Linked DNA regions of Mus musculus: regions 1, 3, 4, 5, 6 and 7 are each linked to region 2. A link is a contact called in public HiChIP or PLAC-seq and promoter capture Hi-C data. All regions are on one chromosome and are shown on one strand. The core of a region is the stretch at or near the end of the contact, and the rest is flanking DNA. Distances in the headings are between cores, read along the strand shown.

Evidence for each region. Promoter capture Hi-C pulls out the DNA fragments that hold promoters and counts their contacts. HiChIP or PLAC-seq counts read pairs in DNA pulled down with a chosen protein or histone mark. Capture Hi-C pulls out chosen DNA fragments and counts their contacts.
Region 1: a promoter capture Hi-C map of pre-B cells shows a contact between it and region 2, with 4 times the contacts expected there. The contact joins the promoter of Dus1l here to the promoter of Eif4a3 in region 2. A contact is called at or near these places in 1 of 39 promoter capture datasets (pre-B cells), 1 of 484 Hi-C or Micro-C datasets (embryonic stem cells), 2 of 115 datasets of contacts at active chromatin or transcription factors (pancreatic cancer cells and stem cell-derived neural progenitor cells) and 1 of 9 other capture datasets (liver).
Region 3: a promoter capture Hi-C map of liver shows a contact between it and region 2, with 2.9 times the contacts expected there. The contact joins the promoter of Cybc1 here to the promoter of Eif4a3 in region 2. A contact is called at or near these places in 3 of 39 promoter capture datasets (the C10 cell line, liver and pre-B cells) and 1 of 9 other capture datasets (liver).
Region 4: a promoter capture Hi-C map of pre-B cells shows a contact between it and region 2, with 4 times the contacts expected there. The contact joins the promoter of Ogfod3 here to the promoter of Eif4a3 in region 2. A contact is called at or near these places in 1 of 39 promoter capture datasets (pre-B cells) and 1 of 9 other capture datasets (liver).
Region 5: a promoter capture Hi-C map of pre-B cells shows a contact between it and region 2, with 2.6 times the contacts expected there. The contact joins the promoter of Arhgdia here to the promoter of Eif4a3 in region 2. A contact is called at or near these places in 2 of 39 promoter capture datasets (erythroid cells and pre-B cells), 1 of 484 Hi-C or Micro-C datasets (B cells) and 1 of 115 datasets of contacts at active chromatin or transcription factors (pancreatic cancer cells).
Region 6: a promoter capture Hi-C map of pre-B cells shows a contact between it and region 2, with 5 times the contacts expected there. The contact joins the promoter of Csnk1d here to the promoter of Eif4a3 in region 2. A contact is called at or near these places in 2 of 39 promoter capture datasets (liver and pre-B cells) and 2 of 115 datasets of contacts at active chromatin or transcription factors (large pre-B cells and pancreatic cancer cells).
Region 7: a contact with region 2 is called in an HNF4G HiChIP or PLAC-seq map of pancreatic cancer cells. The contact joins the promoter of Ccdc57 here to the promoter of Eif4a3 in region 2.

The regions. Positions count from the first base shown.
Region 1 is chr11:120,794,949-120,797,648 of GRCm38.p6, reverse strand. Dus1l (dihydrouridine synthase 1-like (S. cerevisiae)) reads left to right here and starts at 1,254. Exons shown (of 14, transcript NM_026824.4): 1 at 1,254-1,506; 2 at 1,926-2,172; 3 at 2,638-2,700. The coding sequence starts at 1,936.
Region 2 is chr11:119,298,638-119,301,337 of GRCm38.p6, reverse strand. It overlaps Eif4a3 (eukaryotic translation initiation factor 4A3), which reads left to right and starts at 1,295. Exons shown (of 12, transcript NM_138669.1): 1 at 1,295-1,510. The coding sequence starts at 1,342.
Region 3 is chr11:121,227,958-121,230,657 of GRCm38.p6, reverse strand. It overlaps Cybc1 (cytochrome b 245 chaperone 1), which reads left to right and starts at 1,349. Exons shown (of 7, transcript NM_144832.2): 1 at 1,349-1,619; 2 at 2,188-2,330. The coding sequence starts at 2,246.
Region 4 is chr11:121,203,225-121,205,924 of GRCm38.p6, reverse strand. It overlaps Ogfod3 (2-oxoglutarate and iron-dependent oxygenase domain containing 3), which reads left to right and starts at 1,277. Exons shown (of 9, transcript NM_025402.2): 1 at 1,277-1,436. The coding sequence starts at 1,363. It also overlaps a transcript of Hexdc not described here.
Region 5 is chr11:120,580,350-120,583,049 of GRCm38.p6, reverse strand. Arhgdia (Rho GDP dissociation inhibitor (GDI) alpha) reads left to right here and starts at 1,426. Exons shown (of 6, transcript NM_133796.8): 1 at 1,426-1,528; 2 at 2,657-2,700. The coding sequence starts at 2,679.
Region 6 is chr11:120,990,010-120,992,709 of GRCm38.p6, reverse strand. It overlaps Csnk1d (casein kinase 1, delta), which reads left to right and starts at 1,377. Exons shown (of 10, transcript NM_027874.2): 1 at 1,377-1,775. The coding sequence starts at 1,700. LOC115486436 (a long non-coding RNA gene) reads right to left here and starts at 1,346. Exons shown (of 2, transcript XR_003949839.1): 1 at 1-1,346.
Region 7 is chr11:120,931,529-120,934,228 of GRCm38.p6, reverse strand. Ccdc57 (coiled-coil domain containing 57) reads left to right here and starts at 1,357. Exons shown (of 19, transcript NM_027745.1): 1 at 1,357-1,513. It overlaps A430102A20Rik (a long non-coding RNA gene), which reads right to left and starts at 1,365. Exons shown (of 3, transcript XR_880367.2): 1 at 1,138-1,365; 2 at 821-888; 3 at 217-673.

The DNA of each region.
Region 1 (2,700 bases), core at 5-2,504, 1.5 Mb before region 2:
ACCTCTGGAAGAGCAACTAGTACTCTTAACCTCAGAGCCATCTCTCCTGCCCCTCTTATTTACTTTATTTATTTTTTATTTTATTTTTCGAGATAAGGTTTCTTTGTGTAGCCCTGGCTATCCTGAATTAGCTCTGATCTAAATCAGGCTGGCCTCCAACTCACAGAGCTGCTCCTGCCTCTGCCTCCTGAGTGCTGGGATCAAAGGTGTGGTGTCACCACCCAGCTTCCTGTCATTTCCTTACAAGGCAGAAAATTAAAGTATCATAAATGGCTTGAGTAATGCATATATATTACATTATATCATTATACCGTTATACATGTATCATTATACATACATATATCATTATAAAGTATGTATCAGCAATTGTTCCAAGGCTGGAGAGCAGGACTCAATGGTTTGTGGAGTTGGAAGTCTGACCACAGAGGGAAAGGCTGGAAGCATGTGAGTTGCACGATACAAACTCTGGATTCTGAAAACTCGAGGTGCATGGAAGCAGTGTAGAAGGATTAAAGAGTGGTCAAACAACTCAGACATGGCGGTTCAGGCCTTGAATTCTGTGTTGGGAGGCAGAGTCTGGTAGATCTCTCTCAGTGAAATACATCACTACTATTAAAACAGTAACAGTTTACGGCCATAGTTTGGTTTCCTGTTTAAAATACCCTGACAAAAAGAACTTAGGAGAGAACTTTTTTTATTTTTGTTTTTGAGAGCTGGGGAGGGTTTCTCTGTATAGCCCTGGCTGTCCTGGAACTCACTCTGTAGACCGGGCTGGCCTCGAACTCAGAAATCTGCCAGGCCTCTGCCTCCTAAGTGCTGGGATTAAAGGCATGAGCCACCACTGCCCGGCCCCATATCTCTTTATGCATGTTCCTTCCCTCTAGCAAGCGACTCATTACTCGACAAAGGCCTGGCCTGCTGTAGCCTTTTCTACCCAGGATCTGAAGTAATAATTCTTTATCTCGTTTCCTATTGTGGTGGTGTACTAAATTTACGTCTTGTGTCTGCAGAACCAAGGGCTGCTCCTGGATTGCGGAGGTGGGTTGGGGGATAGAGGTGGGAGGAAAGGCCTCCGAGTGCCAATTGTCTGGAAGGGACAGCGTGACCCCGGGCATGCGCAGTCTGTTCTTGCTCAACTCTCTCGTTTCCACAAGGCCGGTCCCTTCAGCGCTGAGCTGCAGTTTCCGAGGACTTTATTTTTTGCTGCACCGCAGACGGTGCGGAGCGCCTGGCAGTACGCTTCCGGCTCCGGCACTTCCGGCGGCGTTGCGCTGAGTCTGAGCCACGGCGCTTGGCGGCTCCCGCCGCCTTCGTGCGGGTCCTGCTGGCGGCGCCGCGGGTCAGGCAGAGGCTACGGGGCCTTGTGTGCCCCTTTCTTTGGAGCGTGCCCGCAGTCACAGACCTTCATCGAGCCCTGGCCAACTCCGACGGTGCGGGAAGTAGTCCTAGTTCAAGCCCCGTGGACGTCCGGTGGCGGTCTCGGGCCCCAGCCAGCCCAGGGGTTAGGTAGGGGCAGCTCAGGGGGCTCTGGGCCCGACCAGGAAAGGAGCCGTGGAGGCTGACGTGCTCGCTACTCTCCCAACCCAAGATCCGAGGCGGCGTCAGGCCTCGTGCAGCCGGGTGGTCTCAGCTGTGCAGGTCCCACAGACCTGTTCATCCTCCACACCCGCTGCACCAGGCTGGCGTTTAAGGGGAGAAGGTCCAGAGAGGGTGAGTGGTATGTCAGGGTCACTGCCAGAAAGGTGGAGGGAGGGCACCTCAACCCTGTGCCTACGGATACCTCTCTTGTTTTCACCGTGTTCTTGGGAGAGCCGACAGCAAAAGCTGACGAGAGCGGTCAGCTCCTGGAGTTGAACTTCGTACCCTCCTGGGGTATGATGGTATACCATGGCTGAAATGAGCGCTTGTTCCTCTTCTGCCCTTAGTGTGGAGAGGATGCCCAAACTGCAGGGTTTTGAGTTTTGGAGCCGCACCTTGGGGGGTGCCCGACATGTGGTGGCACCCATGGTGGACCAGAGTGAGCTAGCTTGGAGACTTCTGAGCCGCCGCCATGGAGCCCAGCTATGCTACACCCCTATGCTACATGCCCAGGTCTTCGTTAGAGATGCTAACTACCGCAAAGAGAACTTGTATTGTGATGTGTGCCCCGAGGACAGGCCTCTCATTGTGCAGGTGAGCTGAGGGACTGGGTAGCACCTAAGCTCCAGACCCTGTATATAAGGACAGCATTCCCAAGCTGTCCCTGTCATATACATATAACCCAGGAGAAGGGTCGGGGTCCCTGAAGTCCTGCATGACACATGCTGCTGAGTGGGCATCCCCAGAACTGGGAACTAGCCAGAGTCCCGGTGAAGGGGCAGCTTGGAGGACGTGAGGAGTGTAGCACCAGTGTCACCTTGATCCTTCTCCGTCTCAGTACCCTCCTGTCGAGAACCAACAGTTCTTTACAAGTCTGTGCCAGTGGCTTCTGTTACATGTCATTATAGCTCATATTCCTAGTGGTTGTCATATTGTCAATGTCGGTGGAAAGACCATAGCTCACTGAGTCACCATGGGATTCCTCACAGGGCTGGGTGGCCTAGGCAGGGAGAGTCCTAGGCCTGGGCTGACCGAGGGTGGCATTCGTGTCTTCTTCAGTTCTGTGCCAATGACCCAGAGGTGTTTGTCCAGGCGGCTCTCCTAGCACAAGATTACTGTGAT
Region 2 (2,700 bases), core at 46-2,545:
ACAAACAGTGCAATTAAGCTGCATTTTAAACAGTATCCCCAAACTATAATTAGACTCATTTCAACAGGCAGTATGAAATGGAGACTTTCCATTCTTTTCTTAGGAGGTCATTAAAATCCACGTGTACTTTACAGCAGAGATTGCAAAACCACCCTTAAAGTCAGGCTTGCCAAACTGCATGAGCACCAGGAATAAATCCTTGTGGAGTGAGAAGGCAAGAGAACTTGGAACTCAGTTGTTTAGTCCCAGAAGGGTGGCCAGCTCTGTGTCTTCAATCGTTTACCTGGTCTGGACAAATCCTGATACCAGAGCAAGAGCAGAGCTCTCTAGGGAAGGAGGTGATAACTTGTTTTATTTATTTATTTATTTATTTATTTATTTTTGGGCGGACATACTGCAACCCACAACTTCTCCATGAAAAGATAATCTGGTTATAACGAAACATATCTACACAAAATGAGGTTTCTTATAGTAGCTTTAAAAGATTTGTGTTAGTGTGTGTTTGTGTGAGTGTGGCCCCCACAGAGGCCAGAAGTACTGGATCGCTTGGAGCTGGGGAAGACAGGCTGTTGTGAGTCACACGGTCTAAGCGCTGGAGCATAACAAGGTTCCCTGGAAGAGGAGTAACGGCTCTTAACGATTTAGTCATCTTTCCTCAAAAGCAGAAAAAAGGAAAGAGGCCAAGTGCAAATGAATGTTTGCTAGAACTCGGGGTACGGCTCGATCCACCCTCAGAAACAAACAAAACAGACAGACAGACGTGCCCCAGTAAGGAGCAAAGCCCTTGTGGAGCCTACGTTGAAAATCAGGATTCTTCAGAGTGACTGGGGTCAGCGGCTCTGAAGGATTCTCAGATGTGATGGCAGCTTAGGCGGCCCCTGCTCTCCCCTCGGTCCCCACTGATTTCCCCAGCCACCCCGGGCGAGCAGCTTGATTCTCCCGCCGCTTAGCGCTGCGGTTGCCATGGCAACGCAGTCAGCTGCGAAGGAGCGCGGAGCCCATCGGGCGGTGCCATCTTCCCTTGCCCCGTACCCTCGGGGACACCCTGGCGTCCGTCTTGCTCCTCCCAGAGACCCACATCCCTATCCCGAGCCGGCTGCGGACATCCAAGGAGCCGAGAGTACGGAGAGCCGCAGGCGCTTAGCGACGGCAAGCCCAGCCTCTCGCCGAATCCCGCGGAGCGCGGAATATCGCGAGACCTGGAGCGCCGTGCCTTCCGCCCCTCTTGACGCTCTTCCGCGGCGCTGCGGCGCGTCACTTCCTCCCGACCGGGCCGGCGGCGCGCGCCTTACATCCGGTTCCCGCCGCGGCTTGCAGTTGTCTTTCTGCGGAATCCGGATCATGGCGGCTAACGCCACGATGGCGACGTCTGGCTCGGCGCGGAAGCGGCTGCTCAAAGAGGAGGACATGACCAAAGTGGAGTTCGAGACGAGCGAGGAGGTGGACGTGACCCCCACGTTCGACACCATGGGCCTGCGAGAGGACCTGCTGCGCGGCATCTACGCCTACGGTGGGGCGCGGGCCTCGAGGCGGGGGAGGTTGGGGGCCGGGCCCCGGTAGGACGGGGTTAGGCCCGGCGGCGACGAGCGGCTCCGCCCCAGAGCTCCGGCCTGCTCCCCCGGGGCTGCAGTCAGCCAGGCTCTTCAGTGGCTCGTGTAGCGAGCGGATCGCCATGTGTGTCCCCCGAGGTGCCCCGAGCTTTGATGGGGAAGTCGCGGCTCTAAGTCTGGTGGGTTCTCGCCTTAGGGAGTTTAAAGCTTTCTAGGGAGGCGAAAAACACGAAGCCAAAGTGCTTCAGGCGGTGGGAATTGGGAAAACAAGAGAATGAGCAGCTGGGTAGAGTAGGTAGATTGGTAGGGGACAGTTAAAAGAGCCGAGAGAGAGCTCCCAGAGGCGTTCATAATCACCAGGGTGACCCTGGCTTCTCGAAGCCATGGCCAGACCTGTGCCAGGAACAGAAAAAGAACCCCCTGTCATGTTTTAAACGCCTGGGTAAAGATTTTGAGATTCATTCCTAAATACCGCTGGAAGCCACTGCAGGGCTCTAAGCAAAATTGACAGGATCGGGCTTACAGTTTGAAAGTTTATCTTGGTGTCTGGATTTGGAGTTAGAAGAGGAGGCGGGGGTGATGGCCGGACTGTAGAAGAGAGATGCTGATGTTGTCGTTGAGTTGGAGCTGGATTTTTTTTTTTTTTTTTTTTTTTTGAGTGAATGGTCGGTCATGCTGCTGGTGTGTGTTTAGGAGCATTTAAGGGAGGCCAAATGAGCTTTGTCTTTTTGTTTCTGTCCTTTTCTTTTTTCCTTTTTTTTTTTGAGACTTTCTCTTTGGAGCCCTGGCCGTCCTGGAATTCTTTGTAGACCAGGCTGGCCTCAAACTCAGAGATTCCCTGCCTCTGCCTCCCAGATGGTGGGGTTAAAGGTGTGCCACACCAAGCCAGGATTGTTGTTGTTGTTGTTGTTTTGAGGTAGGGTCTCTACCTAGCCCTAGCTGCCCTGGAACTCACTAGACCAGGAAGATTGGTCCCTCCCATTTTTAATGATACCCAGCTTGGGTTTTCGGTAATCCCAGATGTAGGCAAGTTGGCAGCCAAGAATAGCATTACAAGTCCTGTGTTGAGCTGGCAAGTGTCACTAGCTACATCTTAAAAGAGTGTAAAAATAAACTACAACAAGCCAGTCTCACAGCTTTAATCCCAGCA
Region 3 (2,700 bases), core at 100-2,599, 1.9 Mb before region 2:
TACTTTCCCAGAGGTCCTGAGGTTCAATTCCCAGCAACCACATGGTGGCTCACAACCATTTGCAATGGGATCTGATGCCCTCTTCTGGTGTGTCTGAAGACAGCTACAGTGTATTCCTATACATAAAATAAATAAGTAAATATTAGAGAGAGACTGCCTCATCCAGTTTTCTCAGTATATACTGTAACTATAAATTGACAAAACTTCAAGGGTCATGCTGTGTACTTTTATAAAGTCATTATAAAATTAGGAATCCCATAACAAGTAGATCTAAAGAGAACGGTAAAGTAATGGAAATCTCTGCTCCAGCATGCCGTCCTAGCACCCACAGATCATCGTAGGTATGTTGGAGGCAAACTACAAAATAGGAACATGTGATCCAGGTTTTACGTCACTAGTTATTGTGTGTTAGGTCTGAAAGAAACCGGGGACAAATGGCTAACTGAGGTGCCTATTGACCATCAAAGTAGATGATGGCCATGCTCTCAGCAAGTACCTGTTACAGAGTCCTGACTCCTCAGCTCTTGCCCACTACCCTAGACCTCTCTAACCCTGCCCAAGCCCCTGCCTTCCCTTCCCTTCCCTCCCCTCAACTCCCCTCCCCTTCCCTTCCCTTCCCTCCAACTTCTCTTTGCCTATAAAACCCAGACATCGTGACTACGTGCTGACATCTGACATCGTGACTACGTGCTGTCTGCCCTCTTGGTCTTTTGTCTCCATCTCGCCTCTCTTCATCTCTTACTCTGCCCCTCTCTCTTTCCTCTCATGGCTCTATTCTGCTGGACATGTTCAACCAGACGCTTCCATATGTGCTTTCCCTCACATTTACAATAAGAAACTCGTCAACAATACCTAGGAGTGGCCATGTCCCCACTTTCATTTATTGTGCATCTTTTGTTAGATTGACCTCGGGTAGTCAGATCATGTTTGCTATACCTTAGGCATCTGGTGAATATGACCTCTTATCATTTCCTGAAAATTACAGATCTAGCCAGGAGGCGGTGGCACACACCTTTAATCCCAGCATTCGGGAGGCAGAAGCATGAAGATCCCTCTGAGTTCCAGGCCAGCCAGAGCTACACAGAGAAACCTTGTCTGGAAAACCCAAAAAACCCCCCAAAAACAAACAAACAAAAAAACCCAATCCAGATCCACTCACTCCCCAGGCTTCTAAACCACGCCCATATCCTGCTTAACTAGGAAACCTCCTTGAGTGACATCTTTCTTGGTTGGCCAAGGGGCTAAATTCAGGTGCCCTACCTGTCCCTGTCCCCAGGAGTGTGAAGCACAAAGGCACAACCCCCGACTGCGTAATCACTCAGTCTCCACCCCTGGGAGGTTCCCACCCAGCTCTTATCCCGGAAGTCTGCGGAACAGAAGTCCGGAAGTTCGAGGGGCTGTTCTCTCCCACTCATTCTCCTACAAGTCCCTCGTTGTCCGCATAGGTGCGTGTCCTACAACTTTTCGGGTTCCGACCCGCCGAGCCCTGTGCGGGTCATCGCTTGCGGATCTGGACCAGGCGCAAGGCAAATTGAGGAAGCCGGGCGTGTGCACTCCGGAGGAGGAGCCAGCGTAACGGGCCGCTAGTGGAGCTTGTTGGTAACTGAAGCCAGAGGGAGGCAAGTTATGTGCCTAACTAGGATTCTTGAGGATGTAGGGTATGAAGCTTGATTGCCCCTGGGAATCCAAGGAGCCACTCAGAACTGGGGCCTTGGGTGTTAATCTCCAGACGTCCTGCCGCAGTGTCCCATTAATTCGGCGCATTTGGGCCATTGTTAGGTAGTCTGGCGTCAATAACAGGGATCTGACAGCTTATGAATGTAGAGACTCATACACGATGGTACTTTCACTTCCCGTTCTTGGTGGGAAGAGTTGTTTCTGGAAGATTCGGGTAAGGTGCCGGAAGCCTGAGTTGTGTGTGTGTGTGTCGGGGCGGGGGAGGGGGAGGGGGCTTACTAATGGAACAACTTAAAGATAAGAGTTCAGTCAAGAAAAGGGTTCACAAGACTGGGGGCTTGGAAGTGAGTTCAGACCAACACCAAATTTGTGAGCTGTGTAGCCCCGATGCCCATACATAATTGTGAGTTAAGTGGGCTCATAAGAGAAAGGTGTTCGGGGTCTGCTGTGGACCTTCCCCTGGCCTCCTGACTGGACTAATGAGGTGCTGCCTATGTGCACTGGTTGCAGGCTTCAGTTGTGTTTTTCCAAGCCTGGTCGGCTGTGCAGTAGAGCCCAGGTTCCAAGAATGTATATGCAGGTGGAGACACGCACCAGCACCCGCCTCCATCTGAAGAGGGCTCCAGGCATCCGGTCTTGGTCCCTGCTGGTCGGTAAGGCTTCCCACCCCCCACCCCACCCCCAATCTAAAAAGCGACGTAAACAGCTTCTTTGTGTTCTATTAGAGGTTCTCAATACAAGGCCTTGATAAAGCATGTTTCATTAACCCTCAGGGTGCCTTTTCTTTCAGATGGCATGCAGGACCGACCCCCTTGCATGCTAGGCACACTCTAACACTGAGATACCCTCCCTGCCTTGCAAGCTGGGCACACTTCTTTAACACTGAGATGCCCTCCCAGCCTATCTGCTTTTTATGAGGTCACTATAGTTTTCCTTCTGTGTGACAGGTGATCATGGGTTCCCATCTTTCCTCTTCCCTGGCTCAGACCTCTTCATAAGCGCACTTAGCCTCTTCCTCCATCG
Region 4 (2,700 bases), core at 28-2,527, 1.9 Mb before region 2:
CATCATGACCAAGAAGCAAGTTGGGGAGGAAAGGGTTTATTCGGCTTACACTTCCATACTGCTGTTCATCACCAAAGGAAGTCAGGACTGGAACTCAAGCAGGTCAGGAAGCAGGAGCTGATGCAGAGGCCATGGAGGGATGTTCTTCATTGGCTTGCCTCACCTGGCTTGCTCAGCCTGCTCTCTTATAGAACTAAGACTACCAGCCCTGAGATGGTCCCACCCACAAGGGGCCTTTCCCCCTTGATCACTAATTGAGAAAATGCCTTACAGTTGGATCTCATGGAGGCATTTCCTCAACTGAAGCTCCTTTCTCTGTGATAACTCCAGCTGTGTCAAGTTGACACAAAGCTAGCCAGTACACCACCCCACCCCCTCCTGAGGAAGGAGGATTAAAGTTTAAGACTTGCCTGGGCTATAAAGGAAGGTCAAGGCTAGACTTTGCAACTTAATAAGACCCTGTCTCCAGACTAATAAGTAAAATAAGGACTGGATTGCTTAGTGGTACAACACTTGTCTAGCATGCAGAAGGCCTTAGGTTCAATTCCTCGTACTGAAAAACAATTAAGGCAGTGGTAATTTGGAGAGATGGTGACTAGCTCCGTGATACAGCACCGGCTGCTCATTATGCCAGGAACCCTGCGATCCACCCTGGCTACTGCAAATAACAACAACAATAACCTGAAAAGGGAATAAACTCTACATATATCAGAACTGACTATAGTTTCCATTACAGTTCATTTCTGGAGGACACTGAAGCAGTCAAGATATTAGAAACAGTTTTCCTACCTTCTGTAAAATCACAAGCGATTATTAAAAAGAATTACAGAGTTGTGCATCCAGTTGCATGATTTCACCTGCTCGTCCTGTGCAAGGACTCAAAAGTCCTAGCCTTAGGAACCACACCCCCCCTACGCTCGCCCTCAATCCCCAACCCTGCCCGACCTGCCACTCTCAGGCAGTTCAAAGTCCCTGACAGGCTTCTCAATGCAGCTCTCGGGGCCGGGGAAAGGAGAGGGCGGCGGCCGTAGGAGACAGGTCATCCGGGCCCAGCACAATCGGTGGCTGTGGGCTTGACTCACCCGCGTCGCCGCCGCAGCCCAGCTACAGGAGAAGACAGAATTCCGCAGGTGCCTCAGGGTTGCAGTGCCAAGGGCCGAGAAGGCTCCGCCTCCCCCCACCCCACCCCACCCCCGCCACCGCTCGGCCTCCGATTGCTCTCGTCTGGCCGTGAGCCGGACGAAGACCGAGCGCGTCGCTCCCGCGTCCCGACCCCGTTCCCGCCTCGCTTTCGCTGTCGCAGCTATTGCCCCGAGTTTGGTGGCTCTCGTGTCGTAGCTGGCTCTGCGACGGCTGGGCCCGATGGCGCCTCAGCGGAGGGGACCACCCAGAATTCCCGAGGGAAGTAGTGCTGCAGAGCGCCGGCGCGCGACCAGGTAGCGGGATCCTTAGGGACCGGGAGGCCGCGCGCCACAGCGGGCGGAGCCTGACTGGTGTGTGTGGGCGTGGCCACTCCGAGGGCGGGGTCGGAGGGAGGCAGAGCGTGGTCTTGATTGCTGTGTCCTTGGCAGAGTGAGGCGTGGCCATCCCAGGGGTGGGACCTAACAGGGGTGGGACGTGCTCATGACAAGGCGGGGTCTGACTCGTGTCTGGGTTGGTCCCTGGCTAGAGGTGACAGGTGGGACCAGCCCTACTGAGACTTGAGCAGGCTTAATTTAGAGAGAGGGCGTGGTAGTGTGGGCGTGATTGATGTGTTGGGGCGTGACTTGGTTAGTGTATCCTGCGGCATCCTTTCTATAGTGAAAATGTCCACGTGGCTGCCCACCTCCAAGCTCTGCACAGAGGCCCTGCCCACAGGAAACCTCTTCTTGGAGTCGAGCTGCATTCAGTCACGTGAACAGGTTTCTCTCGCTAGGGACCCTTTTTGAGCCTTTAGGACTCCCCACCCACTACATGGTCTGTCTCCTCACATCTCTGCTGGTTACCTCATCCCAGCCTTTCACACCTCACCTATCCAAAACTGGCCTTGTGAGCCTCTGTCAAACCCACACCTGAAATGGTAACTAAGAAACGGAGTCCTTAGGGACAGGGACCTAACTCTGACAATTCTGCATGTATTTTGAGACCTTTCCTGGACAGCAGAGCTCAGCCACTCTAGTTATACACACAGAAGTGTAGAGACACAGACACAGCTTCATCAGGGACCGGACCACACAGACCTGGGTCGTAGAGGAAACTTACACATATCATTTCTGACATTCTTCTGTGCTCTTTCTGGCTCCAGGTTTATGATTTGAGTTAAGTAGATATGCTTCATGTACGCTGGTTTACGTACACATGTGTTCGTGTAGAAACACAGGCTTGGGATGGGGCAGTCATATATGGATGCATGAGTGATCAGAGACTCACATGCCCTGACAATCCTCCAAATAGGTGCTCTGTGGGCTGGACAGAAATTACCTATGGTCAGCCCACAATTTTTTTGCCCATTGAAGCACATATTCAGCCCTGTCTGGTCAGAGAAGACAGGTCCATATACTGCCTGGGAAGCTCTTCTGAGGGGTGGTGATGGTGGGCATCCTGATAAGCTTGAGTTGTGGATGGAAGTAGATGCCCTACTTCCCACCAGCTGCCTCATAATTAGCTTACAAGTACTTCCCATATCTCAGGATTGATGGGATGCATCCATCTTGATCAGAG
Region 5 (2,700 bases), core at 177-2,676, 1.3 Mb before region 2:
GGGCAGGCTAAAAAGATGGCTCAGCAGTTCATAGAGCACTGGCTCCTCTTTGAGAGAGATCTTGGGTTTGATTCCCAGTACAGTACAGAACCCACTACTGTTCTAACTCCAGTTCCAGAGGATGCAATGCCCTCTTCTGACCTTTATGGGTACTGCACACAAGTGGTTCAGAGACTACTTCAAAATATTGATATGCATAAACATAAAAACGCAGCTTTGGAAGATTTGTACTTTGAGCGTCAAACCAGGGAATTGTGGGTGGCACAGAGCTCAATAAACCAGGCTCATCCAGTTGGAGGACCATGAGCCTCCTGAAAAGCCAGCTTGACACACTTCGTTGGGCACACCTGTGTGTAGGTGGAAGGCCAGCCAAATTCATCATACAGTAAGAGTGGGGATAGTCACGTGGCTTTTTGTTTTAGAATAGTTCTGCATAGAAGAGCAGCTACCTGGATGTAGGGTAATGATATTGCAAATCCATCTTCCTTAGAGATAAAAATAAATGAGCTTGAAAGAACACTTGGTTTGCTTCAGATTGATGTATAGCCAGAGGGTATGCGTGCTTGTGTAAAATAACTGGGCCACAACTGAAGATGGAGAGTGGAGGCCATTGGATTCCTCATCTTTTAAGTTTGATGACTCTCCGGAGCCAACAGCTGTTTCCTGGATACCACAGGGGCAGGTGTGGCCAACAGAGCAGGCCAGAAGCGATGGCTTTTGTGGGATTAAGCTATAGAAGTCCCCGTAGTGCCCCTTAAATTCCTGCCTCCCCTCAGTCTGAGGCTACACTCAGAAGAAGCCAACATGGAGTGCCCTCACGGAGTAGCAGGAACTGAGACTCCTCAGGAGGAACTGGAGTGGCTGGCACAAGCACACGACCGGGAACCCCCCCAGCCAGGCCCTCCACTAAGGAGGCTCCATCCTCAGCGTCGTGAAACACGCCTGGCGGTGATGGTGCACGCCTTCAATCTCAGCATCCTGGAGGCAGAGGCGGGCGCGTCTCAGGGATGAGGTTCAAGATAGGCAGGCAGCCCGTTCCAAGGAAAACCGCTCCTCACAGCAAAACCATACAACTTCTAACATACGGGGGCTCGGGGGGCACGCAGTCCCCAGAGCAATGCGCCAGGCAGCACAGCTACAGGGCACTGCGGTCGGTGAGGACTGTGGTTCTGTTGACTCTGAGGACAATGGGACAAGGGCCAGGCACGGCAATCAGGGAACCCTGGGAGCCACAGAATGGCCGCGCGACGCTGCTCTGGAAGAGCCGGCTCTCGTGTCCCACAAACCCTCGCACCCGGCATTCGGCAGAAGGCGCGAGGGCGCCGGCCCACGCGGGACGCGCCCACGAGGCCCGCAGCAAAATGGCGACGGCGCCGACCCGCGCCCCCTGGCGGCGCATGCGCAAGGCGACCCCGCCCGCGAGAGCGGAAGTCTTGTGACCCCGGAAGTGACCGTCCGAGCGGCGGGCGGCGGACGACGTTCGTCATTTGGTGCGGGAGGGAGCGCGAGAGCGGCGGTCGAGCCTCCGGTGAGTGGGCGCGTGGCGCAGCGCGGTGCAGTGCGGGAGGGGAGTGGGTTGGCTTTGTGCGGCGTCGCGGGCGACTGCGGCGCTCGCGGGCGGGGCGCGGTCACCCGGGCGGGCGGGCGGGGCGGGCCAGGGCGGCAGCGCAGGTCCTGCCGGAGGGGCCGCGGCCCCCCGGGCCTGCGCGCCTGCTACCAGGGGACCCCCTTCCTCGGCCTCGCGGGCGGGGTCCGGCGCGGGGCCTGGCCCGGGGCTCCCGCCGCGCGGCCCCGCCCCGCTCGGATTGCGGGCTCTACGGAAGTGCGGGCCGCGCCCTGATGCTGTCGCCGGCGGCCACGCTTGGCGTCGGGTGGGGTTGTCTGTAGCCTCCGGGTTTCGGACCGCCGCTTTATGTGTTTCCTTGGCGGACACCTCTCAGAGGGACAACGGCCGGGCTCTTCCCGGGACCGCTGCGCATTGCCTGTAGGCATCACAGTGGGTTTCCGAGAGACGTTTGGGAATCTGCGGAACTGAAAGGCATCTAGGCGCTTCCGTCCTGGTTGGTTCCTCACCGCCACTAAAGGTTTAGGGTCAGGGCCCAGAAACAGGCTCCTGAGATTTATTTGCAAGCGGTGCACTAGCTCCCAAGTTGCATACGCAGACCCTCACTAGAGAGGACAGACCTGCGTATTTAGGATCCCCTTTGGGCTCTTGGGATTTAAGCGGTCATCACATAGTTGAGCTTAGGACAGTATTCCATTGGAAGGGACGAACAAACAGACCCTTGTCCTGCACGTGGCTAACATACAGAGCATCTCCCTGTCGGAGAACTTACCTCCATGACCCAACCCAGTAAGATGAGAGCCTGGGCAGCTAGGGACAGCAACAGGACCCCAGGGATTTAGTGTTGCGTCTGCCAGTTCAGTTCGGTCTGGAGGCTTATTCTTAGTGGGGAGGAAAGGTGTTTTGCTTCTCTGAGGAACAGGCTGTGGTCCCATTTCGTTGCTTGGGGTTCTAGTCCTCTCAAATGGGCCTCTGCGTAGGGCAGTGGCAGCATCCTCTCAAAGTTCCAGTCAGGTGTCCTGCAGGTGTCAGGGTCTGCCTAGGGTGGAATGCCTCCAGGCTGTCACAGTCCTGCTCATGCCCCGCCCACAGGTGTCCCAAGCTAGAGGTAAGCATGGCAGAACAGGAACCCACTG
Region 6 (2,700 bases), core at 128-2,627, 1.7 Mb before region 2:
TAGGCACGCAGCAGCTCACACCCTCGGCTCTCTATTCCAGACAGAGCAGGTGCTCCCAGAGGGAAGACCGCTAGGCAAAGATCAGGCCCGAGGTTGGTAAGAGAGAGGTTAGGCCAGATACCAGGTTTGCTGTTTTCAGTTCAATATAGGGGCTTCTCAGATGAAGTTAGGTATTGTTCATCAACAGAAAAAAAATTATACTTGAATTCTGTCAGTAAGATTATTTTTACTAGTTTGGCCGCATCTGGCTCTGACTCCTGGACTAAAAAGCTAGGCAGTTCCCATACCTGCCGCTCAGTGACCACTGGTTTCAGTTTGCCTTGTGGTGTCTTCTGTCTCCGGCTGTGTAATGCTCCCCAACCTGACTGCCAACTGTGTGCAGGCAGGCACTGCAGGACCACCAAAAGGAAGGGTGGTGGAGCTGGGAGACTAGAAGACATGTCAGCTCCACGTGCTTCTGCAGGGCTGCTGAGTTGTCATGCAGCGTGATACCCTGTGCAGATGCTACGGGTGCTAGCTGACCAAATAGAAGCATTACACTCATCTGTGACTCTCGTGTTTCTGGCTGGGTGAGAGTGGGCCTAGAAAAGCATCTATTTGGAAGGTTGTCCCCTCCTGGTTAGGGGGCACCTCCTGTGTGGTAGCTCCTCCAGAGTCCCTCCTCAGTGGTCAGAATGGACAGCCAAGTCTTGGAAGCTGGCCGTCAGCCTGAACTTCAGAATTCATGTTTGTGTTTGCCAGGGGAACATGCAGATCCAATGCAGACCAGATAAAAATGTTGACTCTCTCTCCAGGCAGACAGCCCTGGAGAGCGATCAGAGTCTGAGACATACCCTCTACACCCTCAGTGAACTCAACACTGACCTTCCTGCCCACAGTGGGTCCCAGGAAGACCTCTTTTCTTCCACCCTTGTGTGCAAGAAGCTGGCAGGCAGCAGCAGGCACGTTTTGCACCATTCAAAGCCCACAACTGGTGATTCCTACAAAAGCTAACTGTCTACCTGTGATCTCAGAGCTAGGCCTGGACCGCCCTCTCTGCCCTTTTCCCCTATCTGTAAAGGGCCTTTCCCGGGGTCTACAAAAGGAACTGCTATTCGGCTTCTCTCTGCCTGTTTAGGGGCAGGGTCGCTATAGCCCAGGCTGGTCTCGAACTCCCAAGGGCTGGAACTACAGGCATTTCTTACCACACATGGCTTAGCTTCCTCGGACTTCTATTGGAGACAAATGGGAAGACCAAAGAGACCAGCTGGAGTCATCCTGCGGGAACGGTGGACACTGGGACAGAGAAACAGGCCTGGTTGCGACTGCGCAATCCATCAAGTAGCCAAGCCCCGCCCCCGAGCACGGTGGCCCCGCCCCCTTGGGTTGCTAGGGGAAGTGACGTCACAGCGCGATGGCGGCGGCTCCTTTAGGCAGCTGAAGGGGGATTTAGGCCCGGAAGATCCGAGTCCATCCGCGGCGGGGAGAGGGCGAGCGGGGCCGGCAAGGGCCGGAGCAGCGGCGGCGGCGCTCGGACTGTCCCATCCGCCCCGTATTGAGGCGCTGAGAGCGACGGGGCGACCGGAAAGCGATGGTGAAAGCGGGGCCGTGAGGGGGGCGGAGTCGGACCGGACCCGCAGTAGCGGCAGCAGCGGCGCCGCCTCCCGGAGCGCAGACCCAGGAAGCGGCCGGGCGGGCAGTAGCGAGCCGCACCGCTGCCATGGAGCTGAGGGTCGGGAACAGGTACCGACTGGGCCGCAAGATCGGCAGCGGCTCCTTCGGAGACATCTATCTCGGTGAGGCCCGGCGCCATCGAGCGCCCGGGGGCCTTGCGGATCGGCGGGCGGGGTCCCCGGCAGGCCGAGGCCTGCGGAGGGCCGGAGTGGACGTTCGGCATCCCCGCAGCCGAGGGCCCGGGCACCGGCCTCGGCCAGACACCAACGGCCGCTGTGCGAGCGCGGCCGGGGGGCTGGGCGCGGCGCGGCGGGTCGGGGTGGGGTGCGGGGAAGGGCTGGAAGGACAGGCCGGTCTTGGGGACTGCAGGCCGGGGGGCAGAGCTCGGAGCGTGTCTGGGGATGGTCGGGGACCCGGGAGAGGAAGAAGGAGGCCTAGAGGCGGGGGCCAGCGGGCCTCGGTGGTGGGGTGTCAGAGGGCGTGGGAAAAGGACTGGGGGCGGGGGCCGGGGGGGGACAGCGGGGAGGGGGAGGGGAGAGCGGGGCAGGGGAGGGCAGCAGGCTGGGGGTGGGGCCCGGAGGGGGCAGGGCCTGGGCCGGGCGTCAGCATCCTCCCCCACCTAAGGTCACCGCAGTAAACAAAGGCCATGCTCTGCTCCGCCAAGGGTCTGGTGCTGTTCCTCAGCTCTGCAGTGGCGTCCTGGATGTTTTCATGTGTGGGGGAGAAATGTCAAAATAAGCCAGATGTAGTGTGGAGGTGGGGAGTGTCCCGGTCAGAAATGGGGGAAACGACCGGCTGATTTCTGAGGGTTCTTGGAGCAGTCTGGGCCTGCTCTTTTCCACAATGGCATCTCCACTTAGCTGACCCGCTAAAGGGATCACCCATAGCCTCCTGGCTGCCACTCTCCTCCAAATCAGGACTGAAAATGTTCCCTGTGCCTGGCCTGAAAGGCCTTGGTTTGGTTGGGGTCTTGAGGATATGTTGAGCATCTAAGTTGACTACTGGACACCCGGAAATCAACAGGAATGAAGTTTTGATGAATGCAGA
Region 7 (2,700 bases), core at 108-2,607, 1.6 Mb before region 2:
AAAGAACCACAAAGTAGCAAAGACCAACTACAGGAAGCTCCTGTGACAGAGTGAGGCAGAGACAAGGGGTGTGAACATACTTGTGGAATGGGGCTGACCCTTGGACCCCTCAATTAAGGCAAGGGTTTTACATTTGACAGCAAAGAACTGGCAGTTGAGGTTACCTCACTTTCTAATAGAACAGAAGGCCCCTAGAAGTTCAGGGGACTCCCTGGCTGAGAAGAAGGCTACAAAGACAAGCTGGTTGGGGGAAGGTTCAAACACCAAGCATTTGCTGTCAGGAAGTGGGGACAGCAAGTTGAGGGAAAGAGACTGACGGGTAGAGGAAGACGGCAGGATATAGGACAGGAAAGTAGGAATGACTAGACTTCTTGATACTGCCCTCCTGGAGGAGGGGATTCCCAGACACTCCCCATCCCCTAGGAATTATGCTGGTTTAGGTGTGTATGCCAGTTCCAGGACCAGGCCACAGTTTAACTTCTTCAGTATAAAGAGATAAGAATACCATTCTTTTTATTATTTGTGACTGTGTGAACGTGCAGACCATAACATATGGGGGATAGGGAAGACTCATGGGAATTGGTTCTCTCCTTCCATTCTGTGGGTCCCAGAGTGTGAATCAGGTCATCAGACTGACACATCCACAGAGCCATCTCCCTGGCCCTCAGATGACCTAAGGATTTAAAGAAAGACAAAGGCGAGCCTACAACGAATTCCTGGGGCTCATGCAGGCCCTTCCCAGCAACCAGCCCCATTCCATCCAACTCTTCTTAGTCCAGGACACGCTCCATGAAAGCTGGGGTCTTGGAGGATCATTCACCTTTTGATGCTTGGGGTTTCAGACCAAATCGTGGATGGACTTCTTGTGACTGCGCCTTACCCAGGGCTCTGAAAGAGGATCAACTTCTTCACTTAGCCCTCTCCGCCTGGCGACATGCCCTAGGTGCAACCTCCACCCACTCTTGCCATGTGCACCCTTGTTACAGTCTCATGTGCAGTCTACAAAGGGAAAACCTGAGTCCCAGAATAACTTCCCACCCACGACTTGCAGGTTCCATCCCTGAGCTCCCAGTCCCTCCGCCTACAGGCACCTCCTGCTAAGCTGAAGTTAGCCCTTTGGGACTCCAGAATGGGCACCTTGGGGACCCTCAGGACAGCTGGGGGAGGGCACAGGGCCCCGTAGGTGTAGGTCCTTGCTCACTGGCTCGCACTACTCAGGGAGTCTGCTAGGCCACGGAACCCCAAGCGTCTCTTCCTTCGGTACCAGCGCACAGGTCGGAACTCTTTTGTGTTGAGACTCCTGTTTCTGCCCGGCGGGATCGGAGCGCCGCTCAGGGTGCACCGGGACCAAGGTTACTGACTCCAGTCGCTATGGTAACGTGGCCCGCGCTGTAGGTTCGGGCGGGAGAGTGCTGGCGCTCGGAATCCTGGAGACCCGGGTCCCAGCTGGCGCAGCTCTAGGTCGCACGCGGGAGACGAAGCTAATTCCGCTGGGACCGTCCTGGCACACGCGGTGAGTGGACGGTCATCGCATCAGGTTCTTGCTCCCCTGTAGCTTTCTTTGACTCAGACTCCCAAACGCCTACCTCGTGATTAGCCACACGCGCTTCACAGCGCTTCAGTCCCTCACTGACTTCATTAGTCCATTATCTTGTAGACTACTTGTCATCCTGGCTTGGCCCGATATTTTACACAATTAAGTTACACATTTTAAACAAGAAAATGGCGCGCTCGTGCCTCCCAGAAGGCAAACGCCCCATTACTGGGGAATACTTTCGTCGCCAAGGTTTGAGTGGTTTAAGTGGTGGCTGCCAAGGGGCTAACATAAAGTTATTATTTTCTACTCGGCATGGTGGCACATGCTTTAAAATCCCAGGATTTGGGGGCAGAGGCAGGCGGATTTCTGTTATTTCGAGGCCGGCCTGGTCTGCATAGTTCCAGGACAGCCAGAGCTATGTAGAGACTCTGTCTTAAAATCTAAATAAATAACAAGGTTTCTGTTTTCTTTCCTTTTTTTTTTAAGATTTATTTATTTATTATATGTAAGTACACTGCAGCTGTCTTCAGACACATTAGAAGAGGGCATCAGATCCTACTACAGATGGTTGTGAGCCACTATGTGGTTGCTGGGATTTGAACTCAGGACCTTTAGAAGAGCAGTCGGGTGCTCTTACCCACTGAGCCATCTCACCAGCCCCCAGGTTTCTATTTTCTTATTGTAAATAATAAACACCATTTGGGGAGGTGCTTGACTGTGTAAAAGTCTTGCTTTTAACCATATTTTCAGCTACTAATTTTAGCATACGTCAGTGAAAGCTTCCTGATTTTTTTTTTTCTTTTGATTTCATGTTTTATTCTTGCTATGTTGGGTGCAGAAAAAGAATCACAAGTTAACTGAATCAAAGGCCATTCAGACCATTCGGACTGAAGTGGGATCCAGTTTCCAGCAGTCTTTATTTAGAATCGGCATCAGTGTAGGTTTCAATCACTGCTCTGGCAGCTGGGGCCCAGGGAGAGCTGCAGGAAACAAGAACAGGCTGTATTCTCCAGGGCTCCTGCCTGGGTACAGGTCGGTCCTCCCTGGGAATAGCAGGTGGAGGATAACAGCGACTCCAAGGGATGGGCTAGTCATGAAGAGATGGAGATCATTGATGTCCCCACAGGGAGGACCTCAGAGGTCACTGCCCTTCCACCTGTATC